7 separate regions of the Mus musculus genome follow, and regions 2, 3, 4, 5, 6 and 7 are each linked to region 1. Evidence: chromatin contacts called from public Hi-C and HiChIP or PLAC-seq data. All regions are on one chromosome and are shown on one strand. Each heading gives the region's core, a stretch centred on a gene start, on an enhancer-like site or on the middle of the called end of the contact. The rest is flanking DNA. Distances are from core to core; before and after follow the strand shown. Region 1 holds the start of St3gal6 (ST3 beta-galactoside alpha-2,3-sialyltransferase 6). Region 2 overlaps Crybg3 (beta-gamma crystallin domain containing 3). Region 3 holds the start of Riox2 (ribosomal oxygenase 2). Region 4 holds the start of Cmss1 (cms small ribosomal subunit 1). Region 5 holds the start of Gabrr3 (gamma-aminobutyric acid (GABA) receptor, rho 3). Region 6 overlaps Col8a1 (collagen, type VIII, alpha 1). Region 7 holds the start of Col8a1 (collagen, type VIII, alpha 1).

Region 1 (4,403 bases), core at 1,376-3,875:
ACAAGTGCTCACAGGAGATAAGACCCCATGACAGCTAGATGATAGAACAGGCAGGATATTCACTTAAGCTGTGGAAGGGTTAAATGGAAATAGAATCAGCTTCTTCAGTCAGGCTCAGCCTTGAAGGAGACATTATTTAAAGCTGAATGACCCTCTGGGTGTTGGTGCTTGCCTTTAATCACAGCACTTGGGAGTCAGATGCAGGCAGATCTCTTGAGTTCAAGGCTAGCCTGGTCTAAACAAGAAACAACTCCACAAAACTGAAAAACCCAAGCTTTGAGAAGTGTTTAAGAAGCAAACTCTTAAAAGTTATTACTAAGTTAATGTGTTATAGAGTTAGCTTTTTGGGTATTTTCAGTCTGGGGTTGGTTGACTGTGATCTAACACAACTATTGTAGTGCGAGCACTCACATATGAGTTGGTTTCCTCTCTCAGAACACGTCTTCCATCAATGATGCTACAAAAAGCTGTGCTTGAATAGGATAGGTTTGCACAATCTACCTGGAGCTCCAGAAGAAATACCAGTTTCCTGATTCTTTCTTTAGACCAATGGTTCTCCACATTCCTAATGTTGTAAACCTCATGTTGTGGTGACCCTAACTATAAAAGTATTATTATTATTATTATTATTATTATTATTTATTTATTTATTTATTTATTTTGGGGTTGTTTTTTTGTTTTCAAGACAGGGTTTCTCTGTAAAGCCCTGGCTGTCCTGGAACTCACTCTGTAGACCAGGCTGGCCTCGAACCATAAAATTGTTTTTGTTGGTACGTCTTAACTGTAAATTTGCTACTATTGTGAATCATAATGTAAATAATTTTGGAGCTAGAGGTTTGTTGAAGGAGTCGGAGGAGTCCAAGGCAGGTGAGTAGGTTACAGCTAAACTTTGCAGAATATGCAAAGTCATGGTGGTTACCTAAGTGCAGCTCCTGTCCTCCTCCCTTAGCATATTTCTTTGCAGGATTAAAAAAAAATCTAGGCAGTGGGACTAGAGAGATGGCTCATTGGTTAGAGTCCTCTCTGCTCTTCCAGAGGTTCTGAGTTCAATTCCCAGCAACCACATGGTAAATCAATCTCTCTCTCTCTCTCTCTCTCTCTCTCTCTCTCTCTCTCTCTCTCTCTCACACACACACACACACACACACACACAATCTAGGAGGAGTATAGTGTATTCAGGTAGTATCAGCAGTTGGAAGGATGAGGCAGGAGGATTATCAAGAGTCAGAAGCCAGCTTCGGTTACACAGCAAGATAAAAAAAAACAAAACAAAACAACCTTGTATAAAAGCAACAACACAACAAAAGCAAAACGGAGGAGAATCTAGGAATGCCCCTCCCCATCGCACCACTACACAGATGGGTATCCAGGGACTTCAGAGTCTGAAAAAAGGGAACCGAGATTTCCATGCCAACCTAGATTACACAGGGAAGTGCGGTCAAAAACAAATCGAGCACACAAAACCTAGGAGGTCAGGAGGAATAAAGCAAAATGCGGGTTTCATTTTGAAGATCATGAAGAGAGCATGGGAGAACTCAGCAGAAACTCTAAAAGTTTGTGGTAGTTTTCCAGAAAATTTATCTAGATGGACAAATTCCAGGACTTTTTTTTTTTTTTTTTTGACTACCCTGGTGTTCCAAGAGCCAAGCATATAATTACAAAAGCTATGTGAGTTATGTCAAAGGTAATCTGTAGAAAGGGTAAGAATCGGAATGGTTTGAGCCCTTTCCATGTTTGGATTGGAAAAACAAGTGCAACTTCCTAGGGCTGTTGGTATAATTAAGGAAAATACTAGAAGGTCCATCACACGAGTGGGAGGACTTCGCTGCCACTTGACACACTGTCAGCTTTGAGTTACACCCAGCTCCTTTCCTCCCAGACAGTAGCGCTTCTCTCCCGGAGGTGGATGGAGGTCATTTGATTGCATGTGAGTATTTGACCAGACACTGATTTTTAAAAAGCATTCAGAGCTATGCAAGTCTGAGGGCTTTCTTAATACAAACTTTTTCCTAGTGAAGGCTACAGAAAGAAAGGATAGGGAGAGAGGGAGGGAAGAAGAAAGGAAGAAAAGGAAAGAAGAAACGAGGAAAGGAGTGAAGAAGTGCCCCTTTCATTCTTTCTGAGGTAACGTCTTTTTAAAATATAAGATGAACTATATATATGTCTACACCTACTCCGCTAACACTTTTGTCTTTGAAGAGCAGAGGCAGGAAATTGTGTAGCTTTGTGAACACCTCTCCCTTTCAGCTAGAGACCAAATTACCCACTGTGTCTGATGTCACAGACAGTCCAGGGTGAAACTAAACTCTGTTGCTTTCTGCCTCCCATAAGCGCCTGAAAGGAGAGCCCCTTACAGCCTCCCGCCTTTGCTCCCGCAGCTTTCCCAACAAACCGGGGCAGGATGGGAGTGTCTTCTTGGCTCTGGAAATCAATCCTCCTACCTTGTCCTGAAGCCACCCGCCGCCCTTTCCCGGCCCTCCCTTCGCAGTGATTTTCCTGTCGGGGACTCCCAGCGAGAGCAAGCGGCTGGTGACCGCCCCGCCCTAAAGGTAGGAGCCAGAGAGCACGGCTACCGCCCCGGGGGTCTCTGAGCCCACCGGCAGCCACCGGGCAGCACTTTTCGGCAGGAACTTGGGGGCGGCGGCCACCGAGCATCTGGCGCCAGCAATAAGGAGGAGCTTCCCGCGGCGTAGCACACAGCCGCCGGGGGACCCAGAGTCCGGCGCTGAGAGCTGTAAGGGGAACGTTGGCGGTCTCAGCCTCCGGGCCACACTGCGCCTCGCTCCGCTCTGCTCCTTCGCCACATCGGGGGTAGGGGTGGAGGGAAGGGATCGCGTTCTTGTCACCCCGCTAGCTCAGGCTTCCGCTCGCCGCCTGCTCGGGACCCGATGCTGCAGACGCCACGGGACAGACAGAAGCGCGCTGCGGAGAGCCCTGTGCATGCCTCTGCGGTGGCCGAGCTCGGGCCTCGGCAGGTAACTCTGCGGCTGGCCACGCTGCGGGTCTGCTTAGCTGGGGGTGCGGGGAAGACTGCGTTCCCCGACCCAGCATGGGATTTGGGATGCTGCCCAGGCACTCCGATTCTGCAACCGCTGCGGAGTAGGGAAGGGGACTCTGCGCGCTCTCAGACCCTTCGTCCTCTGCTAAATCACCGGAGCGATGAGGGAACCTTGGGGCCCTGAGATCCTCCAGGCAGCAGGGTGTGCGGGGTGACCAGCCAGGAGCTCTCCTGTAGGGTCCCAGAGCTGCTAGGGAGAACCCAGAGAGAGTGGTGCTCCGGGGCGCTAGGACTCTGCTCTCCTGGATCGCCCCCAATCTATGCAGTGGGAGACCCACAGGAGAGCATGGTTCCTCGATCACCATTATTTCTGAAAGGGTCTGTAAGCGAGGAAGGGTGAATGAGCCTGGAAGGTTCTTTTTTACCTTACTGAGTTTTCCAAGAAATCTTTCTTGGTACAATAAAACTAAACCTAACAAAAAGCCGAGACAGTTTGTTTGGACTGAAGGGCAACGGTGAGAAAACTGCAGTTTTGGCTGCTGTGAATTTTTAAGAGAAGAGAGAAGAAACTTGCTATTTTGCGGTCGTTGCCTAGGGAGCTCTCGTGGGCTTAGCCCCTTCCTTGCGCACTGTTATTTTGATTTAAAAGAAAAATCTATAAAAAGCGATTTCTAGAAAATAAAGAAACTCCAAGTGCCTTTTAGGGATCCTTAGAGGAAGCCAGGAGAAGGGCAGCCAGGGTGTGAAGAATTGTGTTTAAAGGTGATGGGACAGGAAGGACATGGTAGGTGCTAGCCTATTAGAAACCACGTAGATTTCAAATTCAGGAGTCAAGTTTGTTTTTAAGAGAAACACCTTAATGCCATGAATAGTGGATGGTTTAGAAAATAGCAGGTCCTTAATGGCTCCAGTGCCCTGACGTGCCGACCTTCAGGCTTCTTCAGTATGCCCTCAGATGGCCATGCCTCCCTATTAGGCTACCCTGACGATTTGACTTTCCCGGTCTTCAAATCCAGAATTTCCTTCCAGCTTCTAACCACGGAGCTATCTTTTTATCGACATGGTGATGTGAAATATTTGGGAAGCTCTGATCAATCAAGGCTTTAAGTGTCACAAAAGATTGCTTTTGAAAGCAAGATCAGAAAAATAAATAAATAAATAAAAATAATAATAATGCCTTAGATAGTTAGTTTGACTTTGAATAAGGTTATCTGTTTCAGAGGCACCTTAGATAATGGCGATTTGGGATCAAGGGAACTTTTATGGAAAATGTCTGTATGATTCTGATCTGTTTTCCCAAAAGTTGTATTTTATGACACGGAGCAAGGTTGGCATGTGACAAAATAGTACACAGGGCATTCTATATGTCAGTCTTTATGGTTCCATACCATGGTGCCAGAAACAG
Region 2 (4,403 bases), core at 1,106-3,605, 990 kb before region 1:
TAAGAGGATTCCCCAAGTTCATGGCTGGTCAAAGCTTGAGATGAACACAGAGCTGATGGTAAGCCCTGAATTATAATGGGGGCGACTCAGACCTTCCAACCAGAGGTGACTTTAGGGGTAAGGTCCATGTTCAGCTCCTTTGATCTGAACCTTAGTGGTGTCATCTTGTTTCCCAAAGCATTCTTGGAGAGAGTATTCTTGGTATCAGGCTAAGAATAGCATCTTGGCTAAGGAATGAGACTACAAATAGACTTCTTGGTCTCTCCCTCTTGTCCCATGGACACTAACTCTGAGAGTAAGGGGCCCCTAATGCGTCCTGTCTGTCAAGGGAAGACCGCTAAAATGGTAAGAGGCACGGAAACAGAAGTGTGATATGCTCAGCACCAATCTTGAAAAAGCATTGGAAAAGTAGGCCGTATTCACAGGGGGAAGGGATTGTATTTTTAAAGCACATTTTAGTGGTCATGTCAACTGAGATAATGCCTGGTGTCGATTATCTCTGAAAACAAAAGATGTCCTAAATACGAAAGTACCTTAGTAAAAAAAGTTTTTGAAAGATTTTTAATTTGGTGAATGGAATCAACTCAATTTTAGGTAATCTGTACAGAAGTAGATCCTAATGGCTGGAATGCTTGAAAAGTCTGTGCGGGGCATTTCTGCCCATCACGAGGAACATGTGAGACTGTTTCAGTCACCAAAAGGCTAGTATTTGAGCATGTATTTGGTTACAATAAGGTAGTAGGCATGTCAAAACTAGTGTACCTATGACAAATGAGCCATCCCTCCAGATCCCAGTCACATGCAGTTTCCATGTCTCCTTCCCACGGAGAGTCCTAGACCTCGGTCTTCTGTCTCCCCCTCCCGTCTGCTTTCTTTGTTGCTCCATAGCGATCTTAGAATGATATGCCTTTTTGTATGTAGCTGTGCCACTAGCCAGTGTGATCTAGATTCATCCTAGGAAATGTTTCTGTTTGGTTGCATTAAGTTTACATATAAGGCTATTCTGCTGGGTTTGTTTTGAATGATGAGCCCTGCAGCTATTGAGGGTATCGCCTGCAGTTCTGTGGACACGTTAAGACTAAGTGCCCAGTGCCTTAATGCTATCATATCACACTGAGAGCCTTAAGATTTCATTTTCATGTGGGATCAGCCTGTTCTATAAGTGACAGTTTTATCCAGGCTACCTTTTCTCTGTAGAGATGAAGGCTACAGTTGAGAGGTCCCTGGATATATGATCTGTAGTGTTGCAATGATTTCACTGTAGAAGGAGTTTCCCAGACTTGTTGCCCCACTAATGTGACTTGGGACAGACAGTCTCTTAATTTGTCTGGGTCTCAGTTAACACCTCGGAAAGAAACCAGTTACAGCAGGAATTATCGAACTGGTGACAGCTTTTAGTTCTAGTGCAGATAAATCGACTGGTAAATATAGTGAGCATGAAAAAGAAGTTGGCCCACCCTGGTTTTCACATGGTTAGAGGTAATATTGTGAATTAACGTTCACAGAAGTCCTCAGAATCTTTGTACTTTCTAACATGGGTGTTTACAAAATTTCTTTTTTAACTTTCCACATCTTCTTTTAGCCGTCACAGAGCCGTTGAGTAGCTTCTGTTTCAGACCGAGCACTGATTGTAGACACACACTTGTGTGTCTTACTGGTGGGTGGGTAGGATGGGATCGCCTTTGACCAGGGTCGTGGTTGTTTTCATGACAGTGGAGGGCAGGAGTCAGAGTCACATCTGGTGCTTCTGCAGAAACTCAGCATCGTGCACCCATTTCTGTTCAACGGATGAAAGCTTTTTAAGAAGGAGAGTCATCAATTGGCTTTTCTACTTCATTTTAGAGGACAGTTAAAGCTGACAAGATAATATTCAAATGGCACAGCGTACACCTAGGGAGGCAGGGAGGTGGTCTCTGTTATCAGGGAGGTGGTCTCTGTTATCAGGGTTTTGGCAATGAGGTGGTCACATTTAAAAGTCCTCAGTATATTCTTTGTCTGCCCTTGTCACAAAGCCAGCCTCCTTTTTAAAAAAAGAACAAAAGGACTGTTGGCCTAGAGGAGGTCTGGTGACCTGTCACATGAGGAGCATGGTACACCATAGACCGTGGTCCTAATTCCCTCTTAGATTTCCTGTAGGATTTACCATGGGGAACTGTTGGTTGTTGTATCAGTGTCTGAGAAAAGCAATGGCAGAGCAGGTGGTGCTGGCAAAGAGAACCGAGGCCTGGAGGTTTCGTCCAGATCTCCTCCAGCTGTAGCCGTGTGTATGGAAGCTGATGTGTTTGACAGTGTTCCTTAGTGTAAGTTTCAAGCCCCCTCGGACCGGGTTGGTGTCGGGTTGTTTCTCTGTAAGGGTTTTACCAACCTTGGTGATGGTTACCAGATGGCTTCCTAAGATGAAAGAGATCAACTGCTAGGTTTAAAGAAGCTTAAGTGTTTCGCTGAAACCACGGCCTTCTATATTTAGAAATGAGTGTATTGGGTGCGAGAGAGCAAGCTGACGACAGGAACCGCAAGCCTGGTGGCTGTGGCTTGCCCTGCAGCCTCCGGGAATAGAAAGCTCAACTGATTAGTGATGTGGGAGAGGAGAGTTTAAGGGCTTTCTCTTTTGCTTTGATTGGGGGTGGTGGCGGTGTTTAAACTGACTGAATTCTCTGTAGATATATTAAGAATACTGCACAAGAATGATTTTACTGAACATTCATTTATTCAACTTTAATTACTGAGTACTAATCATGTACCAAGTTTTTTAGTAAGCACTAAATAAAAGGTAGTAGAGATTAGTAAAGTGAACTCATGACATGAAATGCAGATTTCCTTATCCGCCTGCCCTGCCCTCCTTCCATGCGCGTTTTCTGGAAATCGTCCTTGGCCACGGTCTCTGTTAGCTGGGGGTTTCTGTTACTGATGGCTCTGTACCGCTCCCCTAGGCCACATAGTAGACTCCTTGCCTGTAGCCCACATAGCAGCCTGCTGTCCCCGACACCTCTCAGGTCCCCAGTGCGCCCTCCACAGCAGTGCTTGGGCATTCCGCTTTCCCTCTCAGGCGCCTTCTTTCATTCCCAGTCCTGTTAATGGTCATTATCATCACTATCCCACTCTGCTCCTATGGCAACTTTCAAACATCTAATCTGTAGCAAGTACTAGATATAATTGTTTTCTCTCCCTTCTCATTTTCCATCCCATTAAGGAATTTAGGAATATTCTTTCCCTCCCTCCCTCCCTCCCTCCCTCCCTCCCTCCCTCCCTCCCTCCCTCCCTCCCCTCCTTCTTTCCCTCCCTCCCTTCCCTTTCTCTCCTTCCCTCCCTCCCTCTCCCCTTCCCTCCCCCCTCTCTCATACACACAGATACAAACCACCATGAAAACCTCTTAACTCTTTCCCTCTGAGCTGTTCATTTCATTTCTTCCCTAAAGTTTTTGTGTGACTTTCTGGTAGTCTCTCATCCCCATTCCATTGTTGAGTCTCCTTCACCAAACTCTCCCCTTGGCTCCTGCCAGTACCCTTTATTATCTTTTTCTATTTTGCCCTGCATTGTGGAAACAAATGCACATTTTGCCTATGTCCTTTAGGATCTAAATTGGATAACCACGGGTGACCTCATGTTTGAAGTCTGTCTTAGTTTGCTTTTATCACTGTCTTAAAATACCACAACCAAGAGAACCTTGGGGAGGAAAGGATTGATTTTGACTTAAAACTCTGAGGTCCCACTATCACTGAGGAAAATCGGGGAAGGAACCCAAGACAGGAACCTGGAGGCAGGAACTGAAGCAGATGGAGGCCGTGGAGGGATGCTGTTTACTAGATTGCTCCTTGTGGTCTAGCTCAGCTTCCGTCTTATGTCTAGCACCACATGCTCAAGGGCACCACACACAGTGGCCAGGGCCACTTCAGCCTTTCATCAGAAAATGCCCCCATAGACTTGCCTACAGCCCACTACCATGAAGGCATCTTGTCAACTGGGGTTCTCTCTTCCCAGATGATTCTAGCTGTGCCGAGTTGACACAATTAAACAAGCCCCGCCCCAGCACTCAAACATTCATAATAGCAACAGACCTACCACAAGGCATTTTTTTTCTGTCCTAAATGGCCATTCTTTATGCTTCTAGCTGCTTTCTTGGGGTTTGTTTGTTTGTTTGTTTGTTTGTTGTTGTTGTTGTTGTTTTGCTGCTGCTGCTGCTGCTCCTCCTCCTCCTCCATCTCCCCCTCATTTCTTTCTTTCAAATCTCCCTGCATGTAGTCACAACTACTGAACTACAGTCACTGTGGATAAGCTGCATATCATTATGCTTGTTTTGAATTCTGTGACCTGTAGTCTCCTCTGCTTAGCCCATGGCCATAAAACTCAGGGTTTCATTATTTTAAAATTAGGACAGTGATCCAGTACTTCCAAATATAGTCAGG
Region 3 (4,403 bases), core at 1,091-3,590, 950 kb before region 1:
TCAGGTCCACCAGCCCAGAGGTGGTCCCACACATCAAACACTAAGCAAATGTCTTAGAGTAACTGGATCTTATGGGGGCATTTTCTCAATTGAGGCTCCCCGCTCTCAGGTAACTCTAGCTTGTGTCAACTTGACATAAGACTAGCTAGCCAGAACAGGTACCTTCCAAAGTAAGGCACACATTTCTTACCCTCTTATATTTAAGGTACACATCTCATACCCTCACGATTGCTCAGTTTGATGAGAGGAAAACACAAGTGAAAGGCTTGTTTCCTTAAGAATAACCTGAGAGTGAAATCGTACATTCACCAGAAGGTGTGGCTAAAGTGCCCCAAATACTTAAGCGAGAATAAAACCACTTAAGGATTTTCCCCACCTACAATCACCAACAAGTCAACCCCAAGACTACAGAACTTACCTTGCCTACGATTACACCACCTATTCTTCCCCTAGGTTAACAGAATTTATCTGAGCCTCAGTTAATTGGAAACTAACTCAGATACATTCTGTTTTCCTTACACCACTCATTTTTTTATAGCCTTTGGAGGGTGGAGCAGAGTAGACACACCAGGCCTATCTCCAAATATACCAAACGGCACCACCATTTCACATGCCCAGGACACCCAAGACATTCCTTGTATTTCAAGAAACACAGGAAATTAAACAAGAGACTGCTTTATCCATAATGGTGCAGCACCTGCCTGTAAGCCCCACGGGGCTCCCAGATAGAAACAAGAATATTTCTTTCTATAGACCTGGGGTTGCGGTAAGTTGATTTAAAAGCACTTAAACAATTCTAAAAGAGACTCAGTTTATAAACTGGTAATTGCTGTATCGCTGATAAGTTCAACCCGAAAATAAATGTTGGCACTCTTACTATAGTTGACAAACTTAAGAATCTACATTTTAGGGCGACCTAATTTTCCCATGGTAAAACTTAATGACAAGAAGCCACAGAGTGTCTTAAGAGATAGCTACCTCTACCTTGCACAAACCTAGCCAAGTATGGCACAAGACAGTTAAGTCAGAATTTTTCTTCACTTTTTCTTCTTAGCAAATTCTCAAAAGCCTTACTCACTAGCTCCCCAAACAAACAAACCCCCCCCCCCCAAAAAAAACCCCATGACCACCACCACTTGGGAAAGACAGGAGGAGGAGGAGGTTTGCACAATTAGGACTATTATTCTGTACAAGTAACCATAGATATCAATACTCACTAGCAGCCCTGGCAGGGACGTCTCTCTCCATGGTAGCAGTATTTTACCAGCAAAGCGTGGTACACGCTAATGTCTAGATGCACACATCAAACCTAGTGGAGTACCACTTCTGATGCTGGAGGCAGAAATCTACATTCACAGAAGTCCTTAATGAACGAATTGTAGGCCCACTAACCTAGAGAAGACTAGATTGAACTTAGCTCAATTAATCACACCTGACAGTAGTTATACACCATGGGCCTGAGAGATGACTCAGGCGGTAAAGACACCTGCTGTCCACTTAGTTTAATTTCTGAGACCCACATACTGGAAGGAAAGGATTCCCTCAAAGTGTCCACCAACCTCCACCGGTACATCATAGCCTGTGTACATCCACACATAAAATAAATAAAGTGGTGAAATACTTTTTAATTATATATTGCTTGTAAGAAAATCACCAGGCTAACTGAAAGCAATTGTCTTCAGCACCCAGAAAAGTTTTCATTAATTCAGAGATGTCTCACTGAATGGCAGTTATGTTTTTTTGCAGCTTTATATAAACAGAATACGAATTATGTGTATTCGGGGGGTCCATGAGGTCACGAAAGATGCAGCCCAAAAGTTCAGAGGCATCCAGGTATTAAAAAGGAGCTGGTGAAACCCAACTCCCGGCGCCGGAAGTTCAGATCATGACCGCTGGTAGACTTCCTGAAACCTGTTTAGTCACTTGTTGGACATCCTGGAGGCAGGCAGGCAGACAGGCAGTCTTCCTCACGTGGAGATAAAAAGGCAACCTACGCTCCAAGTCCCGAGCTGGGCGACAGTCCCCGCGCCCCTCCTCAGTCCGCGACCGTGGTCCCTGCCCCTCCCCGTCTGCGCGCGCAGCCTGGCTCTAGCTCGCCGGCGTGTGCCGCCCGCCACCAGTCCGGCGGTGCACGTGGCCAGGTCCCCAGCCCTCAGCCACCCGGCTCACCAGTTAGGCCCCAGCCCTCCAGAGCTGCACTTCTCAGCCTGACCCGCGTCCCACGCGCTGCACCGGCACGGCCTGTTGCGTGTCTTCCGCAAGTTGACCCAGCTAAGGCATGGAAGGGCGCGACGGCGTGGTCACGTCCAGGGCGGGCTCCCGAGACGCGGCCCCGCCCACGAGACGCGACCCCGCCCACGAGACGCGGCCCCGCCCCGGACTTCTGGCTCCGCCCCCGGACCACATCCCTGCTCCTGCCTACAGCTACAGGCCTTCCCCTGCTCTGGCCTATGAACCTAAAGGTCACAGAACGTGAATGTGCTTTTTATAGTTGCTACCTTCAAATCTGAAGTTAGAGGGAAATCTATAAATTTGGACAGTTCCCTTTATTAACACACACATACAAGAACATGCTTCTTGAGAGAGTGCTTGTACTCCATCGGTCCACAAAAGATCCAAAACCGTCATTGTATATGGCTTTAATATGTATACGATTGTTATTAACTTAACAATTTTTGTTTGTTTGTTTGTTTTTTGAGACAGGGTTTCTCTGTGTAGCCCTGGCTGTCCTGGAACTCACTTTGTAGATCAGGTTGGCCTCGAACTCAGAAATCCGCCTGCCTCTGCCTCCCGAGTGCTGGGATTAAAGGCGTGTGCCACCACGCCCGGGTAACTTAACAATTTTAGTACCAACCATTTTGTTTAGACTTCATATATTTTCATTCCAATCCTTTTAAGTTTTTCTTTATTTTAATGTCTCAAAACTCACACCCAGTGACATACTTCCTCCAGCAAGGCCACACCTATTCCAAAAAGGTCTCATTTCCCAATCCTTCTCACATTGTGCCACTCCCTAATGTCTACACATTCAGATATATCAGCCTATGGGAGCCACTACTCCTTTTTAAACCATCACAATGCCTGAAAATAAGTCTTAGTGCCAAAGTGTTTTGCATACATGCATGTTTTTACACAGTTGGTTATTTATTAGGTAATGGATTAGCAACTGAGTATCCTCAAAGCATTGGGGTCTACAGAGGGGCAAAAGAGGAACAGTCATGAAATCATATATGACAGTAATTAATAATAAAAAAATCTTTGTTTTTTTCTACATCCACATAGAGGTCAAATTATTTTATATGAAGCATAGCACAGTAATATAATGTATATTAACCAAGTAAAACTTATGAAGAATTTCATCAGCACAAGTGGCTACAATCAAAGGAGCTAATGATAATATCATGAGAGAATCAAATAAAAAATACTTCAGAAAAAGTAGGGTAATATTTTGAGTTGATGTGTTGTATAACTTGATGGCCCTTGCGCAATTAATTACTTCGTTGTGAGTTACACTATACACCATCCTTCATATAAATGAACAAGAACAATTAGATTACTTCAATCTCAGCCGAAACGTGACCTAGAATAACATAGAAAGACAGATAAATGATAGATGGTAGAGATAAAAATTCTATCTTCAAAATGAAATATAGATAAATTCTATATTTAGAAATATAGAGAAATTCTTCTCAAAATACAGACCACATCAGACTTTAAGATCATTTTGTAGACCAGCCATATTTACAGTTTCTACAAGTCATTCCTTTGTCTTGTATTTCCTCCTACTTTTCATTTACATTATCCTTCTAAATCACATTCAATGATTGGAACTCATTGTCACAAAATAGTCTCTCCCCCAACCCTGATCCCCTAGTTCCACATTTATTTAAAAACTATGTAGCAGGTCCTGAGGCCCCTTTCTCATTGATCCAAGATTTAATATACATATGGCCCCAGCTGCAGGCACAACCTAGTTAACAAAACATCTTTTAAGTTATTTCAGGAAAGTGTGATTGCCCTAAAACTTTATCTGATGTGTGGGTTTGTGGTTATAGCACCTCTTTGAAGTGTACAATGCTCAGACATGCCTGCATTAGTGTTCTCTGAAGCGGTGGGTGGGGGTGGGGGTGCTTCCCTCTCTTTATTGCCTGTTGACTTAGCTAGTTTTGGAAATGATGGAGTCTTTACATGACTTTTAAAGGTCATAGGCTTGTATATAAAACTTTAGAAAGTCTTGACTTTGGAAGCATCTCTTCTACACTGGGCTCCATCACAGACCAGTGACATCATAGTACAGCAGGAGATTGTAGCAGCCACAGTGGCTAAAGTGTTACAATGTCAATAACTGCTCCCGTAATTTTTGATTCCAGGGAATAACCATGACTTTACGTGTTGTAAGAGAA
Region 4 (4,403 bases), core at 614-3,113, 920 kb after region 1:
CAGTTCAAACTCCTGAGAAATGACCCATTCATACCCAAACTCTAACAGTACTTATTCATATGCTATACAGGAAAAGGGGCTCAGGCAAAGCTCCAGTAGTTGTTTCAGCCTTAGCTTCCCTGTGTTCATGAGGTGATCAGGTACTGTTGGAGTCTGTCAAAAGACCCTCACTCACAAAGACTACAGAGACCTCCATTGCTGAAAACCGCAAGAGGTTTTTTATTATTCCAACATGTTGGGGACCCTCCTCAGCACCCAGGCAAGAGGAGAGACCCAGAATAAACAAAAAACATACTTTTTATGCCTTGTAAGGGGCAGATTTAGGTAACAGGGCTATCTGGCTTATTCTCATTGGTGTAGCAAGTAACCCTTTCACGCATTAGTTGGTTTGTATAGGGTGACTATGTAACCCTTTGGCCTAGTGACTCACTTTGCCTGCCCTTATGGTGGGTTATTATCAGCAAAGCAGCACTACATTTTGATCTTATAGGTCAGCTATTAACATCACAGCTCTTAATGTCACAGGGAATTTTAGAAAGGTCAGGGTGGTTTGTAGTCTTTCTCAGAATTCAGTGTGGGGCAGGGTAGGGGGATTTCTCTGGAAATTGCTATCTTGTTATGGTTATTTTTCTAAGAACAGCTCATTTTGTTTTGGCAGCTGTAGACTCAGTCATTTTGACTGCTATGTTTCTGAAAGTCCCTTCAGAGGGGAAGAGGCTGGGTGGTCTTGAACTTATTTTGGATTCTACAGTACCAGATATGGGTGTTGGAGTTGGAGGTGGGGTTAGGGTAGGCTAACTTATAAACCCAGATATCTATTTACTGGTAACAAAACAGTTAAAGGGAAGATACAATTTATATTGTTTATTCAATAGAGCTTGTATTTTTTTCTATAAAGGGTGAATTAGCAAATACACGAAGTATGAATGTATAGACGCACCATATTAAAGCCACTCTTTCTTTCTGGTTAGTTTATGTTGTCCAAAGCGTTCTACTATAAAAGTAACTTATGAGCACCGGTACAAACAACTCAATCGCTGCATTTGGCCTGTGGCCTTCCTGACCTCTTAATACCTGTTGTCAGGCAGATGGCTAATGGAGATGACAGAAACAAATGTACTGTTGAATAAAACAATTCTCCTCCTCCTCCACAGGATGTCTCTGCAGAGTCTTGGGTGTCCTGGAACTCCCCTGTAGACCAGGCTGGCCTTCAACTCAAGGAATCTGCTTGCCTCTGCTTCCCAGATTGCTGGGATTAAAGGCGTGCGCCACCACACCAGGCCCCAAGTTCTATTCATGTTCCAAGGGCCATGGTACTGAATGGGACAGATCACAATCCAAGTCCTCTAAAGAGAATATCAAAACCTGATTAAGTATTTTAAATAGAGAAGTGGTATGTTTCAGGTCTTCAGGATATTCGTCCCTCTTAAGTTGTAGAAAAAGAGCAGCAACGTTCACATGTACAACCAAGTTCCGACATTCATCGTCAGCAACTCTCAGGTGCGTTTCTAAGGACAAACTGCACAGGCGCTGGAACGCCAGAACCCTGACAACCAAGTGAAAACACATCCACGTGCTCGGGTCTCCTCCCGCGGTGCAAGCTCTTTGAAATCCAACAGAGAAAAATCGTCTTAGCATCCGTTCTTGCACTTTCGACATCGGCTTTTCGGCCATAAACCAAAACAAAATACTTAAATATTAAAAAAAAATAACCCAAACCGATGGTAACTCTTTTCTTGTATTTCTAGGCTCAACAGAGCATTTATTTGGAGTTTCTAGGCCGATCTTGAACGTCTGAGCCTGTGTGGAAACGGCGACACCCCTGGCTGCCGCAGCTGGGGGGGCGTGGCGTCTGTGACGTCATCTCCAGTGGCGCGGGCGACGGAGTTCCTTGGTTTTTCCGCGTGTAGCGTTGCTAACGCCGCCAGTGAAGCTGAGCCCAGGAGCGCGAGCGGCCGCCTTGCTTTCATCTGGTTGTCAGTTCGCGTCCGGGTCTCACGGGGATGGCAGACGATCTGGGAGACGAGTGGTGGGAGAACCAGCCGGCAGCCGCCAGCAGCCCAGGTAAGCTCTCGCCCGCCTCCCTCGTTCCTCCTGCCCTGGTCCTCGCCTCAGCTGCCTTACCCGCGTGTGGCAGTCGTGGCGGTCTGCCCGGAGGTGGAGCGCGGAGCCGTGGGAACATGGGACGGCGCGGGAACTGGGGAGGGACAACACCGTGTCACACGTGGAACGAGAGGGACCCCGTCGCCGCCTGCCAGTCTGAGAGGGCTACTTCCTGCGCTCTGGTTTTCTAGACTTTTTACTATTTTCTTGAGACTAGATAGACCGTTTCTGTACAGTTTGTCATAGTGGTTACCAGTAATCCCTGAACTAGGTTCAGATTGGGAATTCAAATCACAGACTCTGATACTCCGACACATTCTCCTTTTTCCTCACGTGTGAAAGGAGTAATTCTCTCCAAAAAATTGTGAAGATGTAGTGAAGGTAATTTAAAGTTGTATAGCACAACACAATTTTTGGCGTGTAGTATATGTACAAAATATTAAAGTAGCGTGTTCTTTATCATGTGTAGTTCGAGCCAGCAAGGGGCTTAACTCTTCTGCTTTACAGCAAATTCTTTTCTTTTCTTTTCTTTTCTTTTCTTTTCTTTTCTTTTCTTTTCTTTCTTTCTTTTTTTTTTTTTTTTAGACAGGGTTTCTCTGTGTAGCCCTGGCTGTCCTGGAACTCATTCTGTAGACCAGGCTGGCCTCGAACTCAGAAATCCGCCTGCTTCTGTCTCCCAAGTGCCGAGATTAAAGGTGTGAACCACCACTGCTCGGCTCCAACAGTTTCTATTATGGTGTACTATGTGTACCCATTCTGTGTGCAGTAGGCATTTTATTTTCAAGTAAAGTAGCATTAAGTAACCCCCCCACTCCAGTGGCCTTGAACATTTCATGCCCCATAAGACTTAACCATGCGATAGCTACTTCTATTGTTACTGTCTCAAGTCACCCTCCAAGGATCCAAGGTCCACCTGTCTCTAGTTTTAGATGGTAGGGTCAATGTCATATTTCCATTTATTTTGATCTCAGTACCATCTCACATGATAGCAAACAGAGTTAACACGTTTAGACCATTTCTCAGTGTGAAACTGAAAGTTACAGCATGGGTTTTGTGATTTAAGGGGAACAGAAGAGTAGAGTGTCAGTCCAGTGGCGAGTGGCAGTCTGGATCCCAGGGTTGAGACTAGACTAGGGATGACAGAAGTAGGAAGCTAAAAGTCAGGTAATCTGTAACTCTCAGTCTCCCCATCGTTTGAGGAGTGTTTCTCAAATGACTCAGTAGCTTCTTCTGAGTCTTAGATGCCCCCTCTCACCATACATGTAACAAGAAAACCGGAGTGTTCAGAAATGCCAGGAGACAGTGGATATGACAGTAATGCCAGTTTTCATTTGTTGAGCTCTTAGTATGATCTAAATTCTGAAACTCTTAATTCTCCTGCCTCAGCCTACCTATTGCTGTCATGCATTGTTTTTGCTGCTTTATGAGCACTAGATTATTCATCTTTGTAAGTGTACAGAGAAGTAGTTATCTTTATCCCTGTTGTATACGGGAGGAAACAGAAGCACTGAGATCTCAGAGATTAGCTTGGGCTTCTCCTGTTGAGTGAGGTAGCTCTCCTTCACAGTCGGATGATCTGAAGTCAGTCTGTCTTGCGCTTGCATTTTTCCTGATAACTACTGTGACCAAAGAGAAGAATCCCATCTCTAAGCAAACCCATTATTGATTTTAAAAGGTATACGATGCGTGCACATTATTATCAAACTGTGTCAGTTGACTCTCAGTCTGATTTTGTTCAGAACTAAATAAGCAGTTTTAACCGTACACTTTATCTTTTTGTCAGTGATTGAGATGTAATCCTAATATGTGATTTATTTTGGAATTCAAACATCTGGATGGCTTCTAAAGTATTCAGTGGTTAATAGGAATAGTGTTGTAAACCTGCCTTTCTCCACACTTCCATGTGTCAGTCCCCACAACCCATCAGTCTCACACAGGCTTGGAAGGATGTGGCTATGTTTCTTTGTTTCCTTTATTTCCTGTTGTGTCTCCCTCCACAAGGTTTCCTGAGTCTTTCTTTGCATTTTGCTCTGTGGACCTATATGTTGTTCTAACTTGTATGAACCACTGTAGTAAGCTCAAAATAGAGGCCTCAGCATCAATATTTGCCCCTCAGCTACCAGAGAATTCAGTCCCCACCGGCTTACCCTGGCTCAGCAGCGCTGCTCCTCACTTGCTCTGGTGCTCAACAGGCTCCATTCCTTTTGTCTCAGGCTCTTGTAGTTCCTTGCTGTCCTTCTGATGTAGTAACTAGCTGTTAACATAGGAACTCAGTTCAGACCTCTGTTAAACACAAGAGA
Region 5 (4,403 bases), core at 1,394-3,893, 880 kb before region 1:
CTAAGAAGCCTAAACAGCCCGAGGGCAGCAGGATTACAGTGGAACCAGATGTCTTTCCCAACAACAATAGACATTTCACTTGCCAAGTGCTTCTTTATCCATATTCTATTTTTAAAATTCACCATCTTTCCTAGAAATAAGGGGAATATTAGAATAAAAGACTTGTTTACATGCTTAACTTAAAAATATGTCTTTGGATGGGAAGCACGTTTATAATCTGAATGAAAATAGATAGCACGGTTAATATGACACATACAGGCCTGACTTCATGAAAGCTGGGCTCAGAATAATGGATATAAACACAAAGCAAGTGCGTGATTCTCAAACAAAGACCGTGCCTTCCTTTCCTCTCCACTCGCTGGTTTTCTTGCATGCTAAGGGGCAGCGTATTGATCAGTGACACCATTACTTGTGGGTAATCAGGTTGGGCATCGTACAAAGAATATCGCGATATCCATTTACAACGGAAGTTTGGAGATCTGCCCGTCCCACTTCTATGGGACGAGCCTTCAGTGCGGAGAGCAGTGTATAGACTCGCTCTTGGACGACTGTGTTCGCTCAGGGAAAGCACCCCGTTTCATCTTGAGTGGCTGCTTTGAACCAGGGTGATGGTTTACACAATCCCCAGTGCCCTAGGGGATTCTTCCTGCAGCACAAAAGCAGCAGCTATAAATGTTAATGAATCTTCTCGCTTGTGGCCTGGAGGGCTCTTCAGTTAGTTCATAGAGAACTGGAAAATCAGCATTTGGACCCCAGACAGCAGAAACCCCAGGGTTTCTTATGGAGGAAACCTGCCCTACACAACCTTTTAATTTTCTCTTTTAAAAGGAAAGAAGAGTCATTTAACCTAAGGAAAAGTTTCCTCCTTAACAGAACGACTTTGTGTTCACTGTTGACTTAAAAAAGGAAAAACAAAACAGAACAAAATAAAACAAAACATGTAATGGTCAGTATAGCTTTTTTATTTATTTATTTTTTTATTAGATATTTTTTAAAAATACATTTCAAATGCTATCTCGAAAGTTCCCTATACCCTCCCCCTGCCCTGCTCACCTACCCACCCACTCCCGCCTCTTGGCCCTGGCATTCCCCTTTACTGGGGCATATAAAGTTTTCAATACTTTCTTCCCAGTGATGGCCGACTAGGCCATCTTCTGCTACATATGCAGCTAGAGACACGAGCTCTGGGGGTACTGGTTAGTTCATATTGTTGTTCCACCTATAGGGTTGCAGACCCCTTCAGCTCCTTGGGTGCTTTCTCTAGCTTCTCTGCTGTTATTTACAATGCCATACACACACATCTTGCACACTAACTACTTTTATCTTCCACCCCTCTCCCCCACTACTCACGCCCCACCGTGCAAACACATTTCTCTCTGGTTAGTTTTGTTTTGCAACCCACTGAGATGAACCAGGCTGTCTCTGTGACCTCGTGTTTGGAGCTCTCTGTTGGCAGCTAAGAAGGTGTTGGCATTCTATCTAAACTCCACCCCACAATTACTTGGCAATAGCCAGGTATGCTCCTCCCCACAGTTACCTGGCAATAGCCAGGTAGGCCTGACCCACTATAAAAGGGGCTGCTTGCCCGCTCCTCTCTCTCTTGACTCTTATTCCCTCTTGCTCCCCCACTCTCCCCATTCCCTTCCCCCTCTCTCCCCGTGGTCAAGGCCAGCCTCTCTCTCTCTCTCTCTCTCTCTCTCTCATTCTCTCTGCCTTTCTCTGCCTCTACTACTCTCTTAACTCCCCTCTCCATGCCCTAAATAAACTCTATTCTATACTATACCGTGGTGTGGCTGGTCCCTCAGGGGGAAGGGATGCCTTGGCATGGGCCCACCGAGGCACCCCCTTACCCCATGCCTTACCACAGCTCCCATAGAACATATCTTATACACCTTTATCTTTTTATAAACACATCAGAAGGTACTGAACTAAATCAGTGATTCCTTCTTTCCTAGAATCTATTGATAGCCAATGGTTCCCTGTAAATAGCCTGGCATCTCATGATACTGATGGGAAAAAAAAAACAAAAAACAATAATGATATGTTGATCTTTGGAAAGGTATTTACATTTCTGAGCACTATTTTCAACAGGTAACAAATGGTCTGAATGCTTTCTTACACTCTCTCTTCAAAATCTAAAACCAAGTTTCCCTCCACAAAACTGACAAGAAAAGTCATTTCTTAGACTACTAATTCAAACATGTAAAGAAATTGTAAATAAGCAACATTCCTAGCAATGAGTGCATTTCTCATTGGAGCAATAGGCTCCCTGAAAGATGGTGTCGATGCAAAACATTTAACTGTATGCTACCTAAATAAATACAACTAGAGAAATAATGCCGGACATGGGAGATCCCATACTTGCAGATGTTGACCATTTCTTCTGATGGGTCAGTGCTATTTCAGACACAGGTACTTCGACAAAGATGGGTTTCCCCTAAAGAGATGTTTTTAGATTAGCAGAGGGTCCGAGGCAGCTATGGAGAGAAACTGGGAAATCACTGATGACTCTCTTTCCATATCTTACCGGGTTTGTTTCGGTGAAGAGAGACATTGCTGATGGGGTTTCTTGATGGCAGAGGCATCCAGCATCAGTGTGATCCAGGTGTAGGTGAAGGAGACCAACCAAACAGCCAGGACCATGTCTTCCAGGAGGAAGGAAGGCAGGGATGTGCCACCAACACAGCTAGTGAAATGTCCTGACCATGTGTCTTTCAAAAAATAGATATCAGGTCACGAAAATGAATAAGAAGAGACAAGCAGACGTTGCCCTCAATGCTGCTTGTTGTTTCATAGATAAGTAGATTGGCATCACTCACAGGCTGTGTCTGTCTGCCTCATTGGCAATGTAAAGAAAACAAGGCAACACCTTCCGTTTGCCCTCTTCCCAGGGACAGTTCTTGGTCGCATGCTTGATTCCCCACTCAATAAACTCTCAGCTGCTGCCCTCAGCAGACAAAGAAGCTAGGTTAGGCTCTAATCCTCTTAATCCGGTGCAATATAATTTGAATATATGTAATGACTCTGTAAAATAATATGCTTAATGAGAGGAAGATGATTAATTTAATCTTAATTACACACTGCAAGACCTTTCCCTTTATCTCACAGCTTCATTTAATCCCGAAAGGAATCATCTCCTCTCCTCCAACACACAGGCCTCTCTGCACAATAGAAATTCACATTACTATCATTTTCAAGTAAACATCAACATTTTATGATGATGGTTTATTCATAACGAAAGTAATTCAATTTAAGGTTAAATAAAGTAAGCAACCTCTAAATGAAATGTTACTGTACTGGATGATGCACCAGACATTAACCTGTCAGTGTTAAGTTAGGGCCATCCATGCTCCTAATGCATGCTGCCTGCATACAGACAGTAGAAATTCTGGCTGCTAATATTCCCTGTATGTCTTAGTTAGGACTTCCATTACTGTGATGAAATGTTGTGGCCAAAAGCAATTTGGAGAGGAGAGGACTTACTTCATCTTACAGCTCTCACTCTCTAGTCCATCATTAAGGCAAGTCAGGCCAGGAACTCAAGCAAGACCCTGGAGGCAGGACTGGAGCCGAGATGATGGAAGACCACTGCGTACCACCGGCTTGCTCCTCAAGGCTTGCTCAGTTTGTTTTCTTATAATGCTAGTACCACTGGCCCAGGGCAACACCACTCACAATGGGCTGGGCTCTCTCACTTCAACCAATCATTAACCAAGAAAATGCCACAGAGGCTTGCCTACAGGCCAATCTCATGTTGGTATTTTCTCAATTGGGGTTCCTTTCTCCCAGTCCTGGGATTTGAACTCAGGACCTTCAGAAGAGCAGTCAGTGCTCTTAACCGCTGAGCCATCTCTCCAGCCCATGGAGGTATTTTCTCAATTGTGGTTCCTTTCTCCCAGATGATCCCAGCTTATGTCAAGAAGGCAGACAGCTAGGCTGCATACAGCGTGGATGTAAATGTCACGGAATGGATATCCAGTGACATTAACTTTCTCCAACTGAGGTATTAAAAGATGAGCAGTATAGAGACAATTAGAGTTTGAGAGGATCTGCAGATAGATTTGTTGACGTAACATCTTGTATGTGTTGTTACTCACTTATCATAAGAATGTATTTAATTTAGACTGTGTATCCTTTTACCCCATGCCTTAAAGCTTGTGTTTTCTGTACGCTGTTGCTGTTCCTCTTGCTCTTTTTCTTCTCCTCACCCGCATTCTCTACGTCTTCCCTCCCTTGGGCTTTCTGAAGAACTAGAGAACAAGGGGGAGGAGGAGGAGGAGGAGGAGGAGGAGGAGGAGGAGGAGGAGGAGGAGGAGGAGGGAGAGGAGGGAGAGGAGGGAGAGGAGGAGGGGGGAGGAAACGGAGAAGTTGGAGTCAGAAGAGTCCATACTAAGTGATGGTAC
Region 6 (4,403 bases), core at 1,152-3,651, 870 kb after region 1:
ATTAGAGATTTGAGAAATCAAAATAAGAGTTAAAGTGCTGTTCATAAATAAACTGTAAAACATCCAACCAATGGAATGTTATTCAGTGCCAAAACCGAACAAGCTATCAAGCCATAAAAGCACATGAATGGGGGCGCTTACATGAATGCATGCTTCTAAGTAATGAAACAGATATGAAAAGCCTCCTTACTATTAGCATCTGTAAATGCTTAAAGCATGAGTTAGTGATTACAGAGGCTGGTTAATTGGAGATGAATGGACAGGCAGGCAGAACATAAAGGATACTGAAGTTGTTAAAACTATGCTATGCCATGCTAGAATGGCAAATGTGTGTCCTTATCCCTTGTACAAACTGAAGAATATACAATACCCAGGGAGGCTCCAATTGTGATACTGGACTTTGGGTGATGTGCCTGTGGAGGTTCATCATGTCTAACAAATGTTCCACTCTGGTACAGGATGCTGATGATGCAGAGCCTGTGCAGGCTTAGAGAGAGGGAGGATATGCAGGAACTCTGCTCTTTCCCTTGAGTTTTGCTGTGAACTTTAAAATTACCTAAGTCTATTTTTAAAGGTTAAGGGCTGGAGAGATGGCTCAGTGGTTAAGTGCACTAACTGCTCTTCCAGAGGTCCTGAGTTCAATTCTTACCATCCACATGGTAGCTCACAGCCATTTGTAATAAGATCTGCTGCCCTCTTCTCTTGTGTCTGAAGACAGCTACAACATACTCACACAAAAAGAATAAGTAGATAAATTTTTAAAAAGTTAAATAATACAAACAATAATAAAAATAAAACTGAATTGTATATAAAAAGATATGCAGGTGGCCCCTTCCTGTCCCTGATGATGTCATATAGGTACCCCAACTCTACAGTGGGTGTTGAGCTAAGACTTCTTTAGCTCATTATGAATGGACTAAGTAAGCAACCATGGGAAGCACTGGTTATATTTCAAGTATCAGACACAAAATAAAGTTAAGTTCTATCATAATTTCTACACACATATATCCTTATTTTGAGAATTTTTTTAAAGATCCTGGAGAGATGGCTCAGCCATTAAGAACCCTAGCCGTGTTTCCTGAGACACAGATATTTAAAAGTAAATACTTGTCCACAGAAATGGTGTAGTAAGGAAAACTCTTTGAAATTTTTTTTCCACATAGTATATACTTCACCTGCTCAATCCAAAAGAGCCTTTAGCACGTGCTAAAAATATCCACATCTGTACTCAATCAGAACTCAAAGATGGGCAGCAATTTACCTTGTTTGTCTCTGTAATCAAATGTCTGCATTGATAACTATCGGTAGGGGGAGAGAGAAATGATAGGTTTGAAGATAAGATGGTGACTAGATGGTGCATACTTTTTAAATTTTTTAAGTAGAAAATTACACCACGGGTTACTGTATTAATCTCTTCTGTGGGGGAACAGAATCTACATAAATATAGAAAGGAATTTATTAAAATGGCTAACAGGCTGTAGTCCAGTTAGTCCAACAATGGCTGTCTACCAAAAGAAGGTCCAAAACTGCAGTAGTTGCAGTTCACAAGGCTGGATGTCTCGTCTGGTCTTCAGTATGCTCTGGTATCCTGAAGACATTGGCTGCAATGCCAGTAAAGGAATGGACTTGCCAGCAAGAGAGAGAGAGAGAGAGAGAGAGAGAGAGAGAGAGAGAGAGAGAGAGAGAGCAGGCAAAGAGAGCAAGCTCCCTTCTTCCATGTCTTTTATATAGATTGCCACCAGAAGGAATGGCCCAGATTAAAGGTGAATCTTTTCACCTGAAAAGATCAGAACTAATAGTGGGTCTTCCCACTTCAAATAATTTCATTGAGGAAAAAAAAATCCTTTACCAGTATACCCAGCCACTTGGGTTTTAGTTAATTCCAGGTGAAGTCAAATTGACATCTGAGAATAGCTATTACAGTTATGAACCATTTGACACTTCAGAAGTTAGAATAAGTAATAGTAAAATTTATTATGATATTTTAAGATTGCTTTAATATCATCGTATGCCAGATAATATGTAAGTGTAGTAACTCCCCAATTTTTTAACAGTTCTCATGAATAACTTACTGTTCCTTGTACTCCTGTGTAAGGCCATACACTCAGGTTATTCAGTTGCTACTTGTGTTTGCTATGCAGCAGTGTCCTTTATTTACATTCCTTGCAAGTCTCGTCGGACAGATCTTGAAATAAGTTTGTTTTCTATGGATACACTTCAAGGACCAGAAGGTAGAAGAAGCCCAATCACATGCTGGGAGGTGGAGGGGAGCCAACATGAGATTGTAAAAATGCTGGCACTTACTATCTTAGTGAGTCAGCCAGACCAATACACAGGACCAGGAGTTCAATGTTCCCCCACCCCCACCCCTGTTACTAACTCATAGAAGCAGAACTGACCAAGGGGAGGAGTCTGAGTGGCCAGGGCCTCAGCCAAGCAGCCCTGCACTTTGAGTCATTCCAGGACAGGGATCTCACTCTCTGCTCATTGTTAGGTCTCCAGCACCTGCTTGGCATTTGCTGGATATTGAACTGTATTAAAGGAATGGATCAATTGATTAATTACCAGATGAACACATCTCTCTTCTCCTTTGTAGAGAAAGAACTCCAATCTCTTTAGATAGAATGCTGGACAGTATCTGAAGGTTGTTATGCAGACAAAGGCGAAGGGCCAAGCTGTGTTTATTAGGAGAAATTTATATAGGGAGAAACAGTAGTGAATGTGTGCATCTCCTGGCTATCCTTGGCACATTCCAGACTAGGAATATGCACAATGATCCAGCAGGCTTGTGAGTCTGACTCCAGGAGAGGGTGCTTGCCTCTTGGGCTGTGAGATCTTTAAACTGATGATCAGAGAAGCCTTAGCTCTCCCCCCACTGCCCCCCCCCATGTGATCAGAGACTAAGATAAAAATAGCATAGAAGAACCTTGGTTTGGGCCTTCTACTGGCCATTTGTCACATGTAGCTTGGCTGGGGGCTGGGGTGGGGGCGAGTCAGCTTCTTTCCTGCCTAGAATACAGTGTCTATGCTTTGAAACTCTAGCCATGTGCTATGACAAGGGTGTCAGTCATTTACTCTATACATTCACACATGTCTGGGAAGCAGCAGCCCCTGCCATGGGTGGCTGGGAAAGAAGGCTGAGTTCCAAGCCTTGCCAACAGCCAAAACTTCTCATCTGAAGCAAACTTAGGGGACAGTCAGTCTCCAAAGAGCTTTGCTGAAGGTTGACTCTACTTCTATAAAGGCAGACTACAGGAAATCCTTTTGAATATATTCATACTCACCTCTTAGTGGTGATGTAACAGCCACACGGCAATCACAGCATCTTGACCAGCATCCCCACGATCTGGTAGAGGGACTGTGTGGCAAGGCTCAACTTCATCCCTCCATCTGATGCTTCTAGTCTCCAAGGCACTTGTGACCTTGAACCTCCACATTACCCTTTACATAGTCCCAGTCAGGACAGCCCATCCAGATTTCTCAGTACTCCTACATTCCTCGTTTCTCATCTCAATCATAGGTCAGTCATAATTATCACAATTCTGAGGCTGCGATAGCTTTCCTAGGTTCTAGAAATTTAGTTGGAATCTTAAGCACTCTGTAGAGCTATGGAGAATTATTTTTGTCTTGAGGCAAAAATGACTGCTTTATGGGGCTACCTGAATCTTCCCACACTGGCATATCTCTTTGGTTACAAGAAGTCTGTCCTTGATCCAGAAAGGAGAGAAGATGGTTTGAGTCTTGTATCCCACCATGATAAAGCATTAGTCTTTATTCTGGCACAGGTTCAAAGTGATCTGATGAGATTATAAACACCGAGTGGGAACCAAATAGCTGGTAAAGGGTAAAGAAATCAGACAGGAAGACTGGGGATAAATGAGGAGGAAACTAGAGAGAAAAGGAACAGATGGGGCACTGGATTTTTTTTTCAAGCATGTTTGCCATTGTCTGGATATCCACTGAGGCAAAAGTGGTGTCCTGGTTGGTGTTGAGTCATTTCTAGTTCCTCTCACAGTTGTTGAATGGGACAAAAGGAAACTAGAATGGTGTGTAGTAATGCACTCATCTTTTTTTTTTTTCTTATAAAGACAACATTTAATTGGGGCTGGCTTACAGGTTCAGAGGTTCAGTCCATTTTTATCAAGGCAGGAGCATGGCAGCATCATGGCAGGTATGGTGGTGCAGGAGGAACTGAGAGTTCTACATCTTCATCTGAAGGCTGCTAGCAGAATACTGACTTCCAGGCAGCTAGAATAAGAGGGGCTTAAGTGCATGCCCACAGTGACACACCTACCGCAACAAGGCCCCACTTCCTAATTGCACTCACCTTCTAACCCTAAGAACCTGGAGGAGGAGGAGGAGGAGGAGGAGGAGGAGGAGGAGGAGGAGAAGGAGGAGAGAGG
Region 7 (4,403 bases), core at 1,063-3,562, 770 kb after region 1:
TAATGGATCTGGACACATCCCTAAAAGATATACTATTTAGGAAGGAAAACTGAATCAGAAAAGAAAAAGAGAGGCAACAACTAACTAGTAAATGAACAAAAGCGTTCACATGAAAGTTTTAGCCTTCTTCATTCTCCATTCATCCATTAATTGAACAACTGCTGCTCGTCATCCATATGTTCACACTCATCAGAACAATTTATTCCATTGGGCCAGGTGACATTTACTGAGCATTTATATTTTCCTGGCTAGTAAACCAATAGGTATGGCTTGTTAGAGCCAGTGACTTTCCTGAATAAAGCTGATTAGGAGGTCCAGGGAAACACACACACACACACACACACACACACACACACACTTATATATATGCATTAGATAGATGATAGATAGATATAGATAGATAGATAGATAGATAGATAGATAGATAGATAGATAGATAGATAGATGATAGAAGGTAGATAGATATAGATATATACCCACACACATATATATGTATATACACGCACACACATATGATGTCAAATTTGTATCTTGATGAAAATTAAAATGTTTCCATTTTGTCTAATGACTCTTCACCATCCTCCCTCTCTGAATCGCATCGGTTTTTGCATGTTGACTTCCAAGCCTATCCATTCGAGCTAAGCTTGGAATTCTTACAAAGGAACCATCAGTTGAGGCTCTGGGCTCTCCAGGCAGACAGATGGGAGTGAGTCTGTAAAAAACTAAGTCCAGTGTAAACTTAGCACATGTGGTGGCAGGTATTATTATTATCCCAGTGGCACGCACTACTATTTTCTTAATAGATTCTTTGAAAATTCTTTTTTATACTGTGGACCTTTACTAGGCCAGTGGCTCTTTCTTAGTGGAGAGGTTTTTTGCCCTTCAGTATCCTATGGCTAAGTCCAAGGCCATTTTTTTTCCACACCTAGCAGAAGGAGACTGCTGGGCTAGTGGTCCTCTGGCATCCTGTGGAGGAGAGGCTGAGGGATACTACTGAACAGTTTTCAAGCCCCTGCGCGGGTCCTCAGAACAATGCACACTCTCCAGGCACACTAAGGAGTGCAGGAGTTTTTAAACTGCCTAGCTTAGCCTGTTGCCAGCTTGAGCTAGCTAGAAAACAAGACAGAAAACAGCACAGCATGGCTTAAGATCGTGTGTGTGTGTGTGTGTGTGTGTGTGTGTGTGTGTGTGTGTGTGTGTACTCGGTGAGCAAGGTCATTCCCTCTTCTCCAAGGCATCTATCCGACTCCCATTTCCCATCTCTGAGTCTCAAGTCCTCCTTTCAAATGCTTTGATTTCTTTGGTGGCAAAACTGTAGCTTGGGCTGGGAAGTGAGTCACCGCTCAGCAGCGAAAGGACCTTATTTTTCTTTCTCTGAATACATTTTTTAATAACTTCAGCATGACCCTTCGCACTTGTTGGTTAAATCCTCTCTATGCCTACGACAAGTGGAGAGAGCTATGACACCGAACATTTTTCAGTTGCTAGCTAGGAGAGATTTTTTTTTTAATACCGAAAATAACCAGAGGACAGCGAGCCCTAGCATCCTGTGTTACATAAGCAGATGTTGATGCTGAAGGGACGAGCTGGTGCGGAGCTGTCTCCGCAGATGGACCTCACAGCTGCTCCAGCCTCTGGAGCTGCCTGGATGTTGCACGCTTAGAACTGTCTGTGGAAGGAGGCTGGCAGGAGTGAGGTGGGGTGGGCCAGGCTGCAGCAGTCAGCTCCCAGAGGCAGGGCGCCTGGGGCTCCCTGGGACGATCCCCTCCCACCACTGTCTGGGCTCACCGGGCTTGTCCTCCACCCTTTTCCAGAAGCCCATCTTCCTCGCCTCTACCTCGCTTCCAAACCCGTCAGTTCTCTTGGGCGGTTACTTGGCTTTTCGATCACAGAGAAAACACCTTTGTTATTGACAGTCGCCCAGGTTCCTCTCGCTGCCAAAAATGTCACACAAAACCGAAAAATAATCCAGTACCCATTTCATCTTCCAGAATCAAATCCCTATCTCTCTCTCTTCCCCTACCTTTACTTTAGCTTCCCGTCCCCAAGCCCCATTCATTTCTTCCCCAACCTTTCCCTTCTGTGGTCTCTGCCTTTCTCTACTCTCCCTCATTCGTCTCCACTCCTGTCTATTTACTCCGCCGCCCTCCAAAGTCCCTGGCTCTCCCCACTCCTAAAAACTCGGGCTCTACCCTTTCTGCCCCTCCCCAGACAAGTGTCCAGCTCCACGGGGGCAGCCCGCCCGCCGCCCCCGCTCAATCCCTGCCCACCTACTGTGAGGAACAGCTCCGCCCACCTGTCCATAAAAGCCAAGTGCAAGTTACCCGCAGAGCACAGAGGATCAGAGCCCTTCCACGGTCCTCTCCGTGGGAGCCCGAGTCCCTGTCTCCCAGATCTGACGTGCTCAAGGTAAGATAACCCTTGTCAGGGCTGCTGACTTGCAGGGGGTTGCTGCCTGGAGTGAGTCCCTGCTGGTCAACGCCTTTTACTTAGAGTTGATTCATAAGGATGCTGTAATGAACAGTGAGCTTCTTAACTAGCAACTGGTTTGAAAACAAACTTCTGTTTGAACAGTAAAATAAAAATTCCTTTTTGGCAGAAACAACAGCATTTCTATTACAAAAATCTTTTCTCTTTTTAAGTCACACTGCCCCCCCTCCCCGCGTGCCCCGTCTGTCTGACTGCTTCTGAGGTTAAATGTATCTGTTTGCGGTATTATGCTTGTGTTTTTAATTGTAAATAGTTCACATATCAGTAAGGGCAGGGGAATCTGTCCCATTGTCAAAAAAAAATGCACTTTAAAGGAGCACAATTACTTCTCTAAAAATAGCACAGTCAAAAGGTCGGCTGCTGATTTTGTGATGTTTTCCAAACCCCCAAGACAACTTCTGTGAGTCCTTTAAGAAGTATCTTTCCAGGTTTAACTGCTCGGAAAAAATGATGTGAACGAGTGCCCTTTGCCCGGGGACAGTAATCAGGTGACTGGAAGATAGGAAAGTACAAATCCCAGTTTACAAGCTGGGGCAGGATGAGCCACTGCTGGGCTACCTTTCCAGTACAGCCTAAAAGGAGTCTTGTGTGGAGACTGAGAGTGTATGAGAACTCTGTGATGCCTATACACACCTCAAACACGAAGTGTTTCAATATGTTTCTCAGAAAGCACGCCGGTCAGATTGCACAATTCTTCTGTGTACAACTGACTGATGTATAGCGAGATCAGCCAGAAAGACTTCAGATGGAAGGTTTTCATCCTCACCGTCCCCTCTGCCCTCCTCAAGCGAGTGCCTGGTTATTGACTGACTCCCCCAGAGCTCTGCAGTGGGGAAGAGACCTTGGATGTGTGTAGGGGTGGTTTGGGGAAGTGGTTGTGGTAGGTGGGTTGGGGGTTGATCTGTTCTTCTTCTCCAGAGTGCTGTGCACCTGTGTGAGGAGAAGCAAACCTGACAGCTACTTTGGAAAAATAAATAAAAATCAGACTCTTGTGCCATCAAGTTTGCTACCATATTCTGTGGGTTTTGTGGGATGAAAGGCTCTCATGTGGGAGAAAAGCCCTCTTCAAATGTTCCATCTGGGCAACTGCAGAAGCTGCTCTTGGAGGAGACAAGCCCAGGCTGCCAGTCAAGAAACCAAAGCAGCGCTTTAGTCCTTAAGGTTCTTAAGGGGAGAGAGCCATTCACATCTTCATGCCTGTTGGTTGTGTGCTGTTTCAAATGGGAAATTTCACTGTAGGTCTAAAACTGAAATAAATCACACACTTAGACAAGTGGCTTGGGCTTTTCCAAATTCTCTTTATCTTTTATATATCAAAAGAAATGTAAAAATATTAAACACTGTTTAGCATGAAAGGGCTAGCATAAAATTATTCAAGTTACTTATGAACCATTTCCCCCACGTTGCAGTTTTTCCCCCCAGTGGAAAAATACTGCAGAGAATGTGGTTTCCTTTCAGAAAATGATATAAAATTACTATTGGCCAATATAATATGTGACCTGTGCATCTTCAAATCCCCTTATCTCCATCCACAGTGCAGTCTGCTGGCTCTCTAGCTAACAAGAGTAATGAGCCATGGAAGGTGCAGGTATGAAACAAGGCCAACCCAAATGTTGGGTTCATTCAAGTTAATTCCTCCTTTAAGGTAATACTTGAGTCCTGCTCAGCCCCATCAGTGAGAAAAGATTATAATTTCCTCCAAAAACCTCCTCTGTCAAAGTTATCAGCCCTAAGGGCCAAAAGCTTACATTATAGAACTCTGTTCAAGCTAAATTTGAGACTTATAATTGTTCTCTGAAGGTTTGCTTCTGCTCTCCCTGACTGTCTGAACGGAGCAGCTATGAACAGTTTAACAGTATATGTGTCATGAGGTTCAACCCCCTTAACTAAGTGGGTGAGATCATCTCAGACTG

Evidence for each region. Hi-C and Micro-C count contacts between places; a contact is called where the count stands out from the background. HiChIP or PLAC-seq counts read pairs in DNA pulled down with a chosen protein or histone mark.
Region 2: a contact with region 1 is called in a Hi-C map of cardiomyocytes, with 2.9 times the contacts expected there. The contact joins the enhancer-like site here to the promoter of St3gal6 in region 1. A contact is called at or near these places in 2 of 39 promoter capture datasets (the C10 cell line and hippocampal neurons), 1 of 484 Hi-C or Micro-C datasets (cardiomyocytes) and 1 of 115 datasets of contacts at active chromatin or transcription factors (pro-B cells).
Region 3: a contact with region 1 is called in a Hi-C map of CD8 T cells, with 6 times the contacts expected there. The contact joins the promoter of Riox2 here to the promoter of St3gal6 in region 1. A contact is called at or near these places in 2 of 39 promoter capture datasets (embryonic stem cells and pre-B cells), 1 of 484 Hi-C or Micro-C datasets (CD8 T cells) and 4 of 115 datasets of contacts at active chromatin or transcription factors (astrocytes, memory CD8 T cells, pancreatic cancer cells and 1 more).
Region 4: a contact with region 1 is called in a Hi-C map of cerebellum, with 2.3 times the contacts expected there. The contact joins the promoter of Cmss1 here to the promoter of St3gal6 in region 1. A contact is called at or near these places in 8 of 39 promoter capture datasets (the 3T3-L1 cell line, 3T3-L1-derived adipocytes, the C10 cell line and 4 more), 1 of 484 Hi-C or Micro-C datasets (cerebellum), 8 of 115 datasets of contacts at active chromatin or transcription factors (cardiomyocytes, embryonic forebrain, embryonic stem cells and 4 more) and 1 of 9 other capture datasets (adipose tissue).
Region 5: a contact with region 1 is called in an H3K4me3 HiChIP or PLAC-seq map of embryonic limb bud, with 5 times the contacts expected there. The contact joins the promoter of Gabrr3 here to the promoter of St3gal6 in region 1. A contact is called at or near these places in 5 of 39 promoter capture datasets (the 3T3-L1 cell line, hippocampal neurons, liver and 1 more) and 1 of 115 datasets of contacts at active chromatin or transcription factors (embryonic limb bud).
Region 6: a contact with region 1 is called in a FOXA1 HiChIP or PLAC-seq map of pancreatic cancer cells. The contact joins the enhancer-like site here to the promoter of St3gal6 in region 1. A contact is called at or near these places in 5 of 39 promoter capture datasets (embryonic stem cells, frontonasal cranial neural crest, hippocampal neurons and 2 more), 2 of 115 datasets of contacts at active chromatin or transcription factors (pancreatic cancer cells and stem cell-derived neural progenitor cells) and 1 of 9 other capture datasets (adipose tissue).
Region 7: a FOXA1 HiChIP or PLAC-seq map of pancreatic cancer cells shows a contact between it and region 1. The contact joins the promoter of Col8a1 here to the promoter of St3gal6 in region 1. A contact is called at or near these places in 1 of 39 promoter capture datasets (hippocampal neurons) and 1 of 115 datasets of contacts at active chromatin or transcription factors (pancreatic cancer cells).

The regions. Positions count from the first base shown.
Region 1 is chr16:58,521,648-58,526,050 of GRCm38.p6, reverse strand. It overlaps St3gal6 (ST3 beta-galactoside alpha-2,3-sialyltransferase 6), which reads left to right and starts at 2,625. Exons shown (of 11, transcript NM_018784.3): 1 at 2,625-2,975.
Region 2 is chr16:59,515,698-59,520,100 of GRCm38.p6, reverse strand. All of the region lies in intron 17 of Crybg3 (beta-gamma crystallin domain containing 3), which reads left to right. Among named protein-coding and RNA genes, the nearest start is that of Riox2, 46 kb to the right of the region's middle. Within about 2 kb of position 2,355, at least 96 of the 459 cell types and tissues checked have an H3K27ac peak or open chromatin away from gene starts, as enhancers often do. A contact at or near this core is called in cardiomyocytes, where this site is marked.
Region 3 is chr16:59,469,712-59,474,114 of GRCm38.p6, reverse strand. Riox2 (ribosomal oxygenase 2) reads right to left here and starts at 2,340. Exons shown (of 10, transcript NM_025910.3): 1 at 2,170-2,340.
Region 4 is chr16:57,604,327-57,608,729 of GRCm38.p6, reverse strand. Cmss1 (cms small ribosomal subunit 1) reads left to right here and starts at 1,863. Exons shown (of 10, transcript NM_025599.3): 1 at 1,863-2,064. The coding sequence starts at 2,004.
Region 5 is chr16:59,405,622-59,410,024 of GRCm38.p6, reverse strand. It overlaps Gabrr3 (gamma-aminobutyric acid (GABA) receptor, rho 3), which reads right to left and starts at 2,643. Exons shown (of 9, transcript NM_001081190.1): 1 at 2,528-2,643. The coding sequence starts at 2,643. Gm33611 (a long non-coding RNA gene) reads right to left here. Exons shown (of 3, transcript XR_384916.2): 3 at 3,864-4,250.
Region 6 is chr16:57,648,034-57,652,436 of GRCm38.p6, reverse strand. The region is part of intron 2 of Col8a1 (collagen, type VIII, alpha 1); the gene reads left to right. Among named protein-coding and RNA genes, the nearest start is that of Gm51269, 39 kb to the right of the region's middle. Within about 2 kb of position 2,401, at least 39 of the 459 cell types and tissues checked have an H3K27ac peak or open chromatin away from gene starts, as enhancers often do. A contact at or near this core is called in pancreatic cancer cells, where this site is marked.
Region 7 is chr16:57,752,646-57,757,048 of GRCm38.p6, reverse strand. It overlaps Col8a1 (collagen, type VIII, alpha 1), which reads left to right and starts at 2,312. Exons shown (of 4, transcript NM_007739.2): 1 at 2,312-2,409.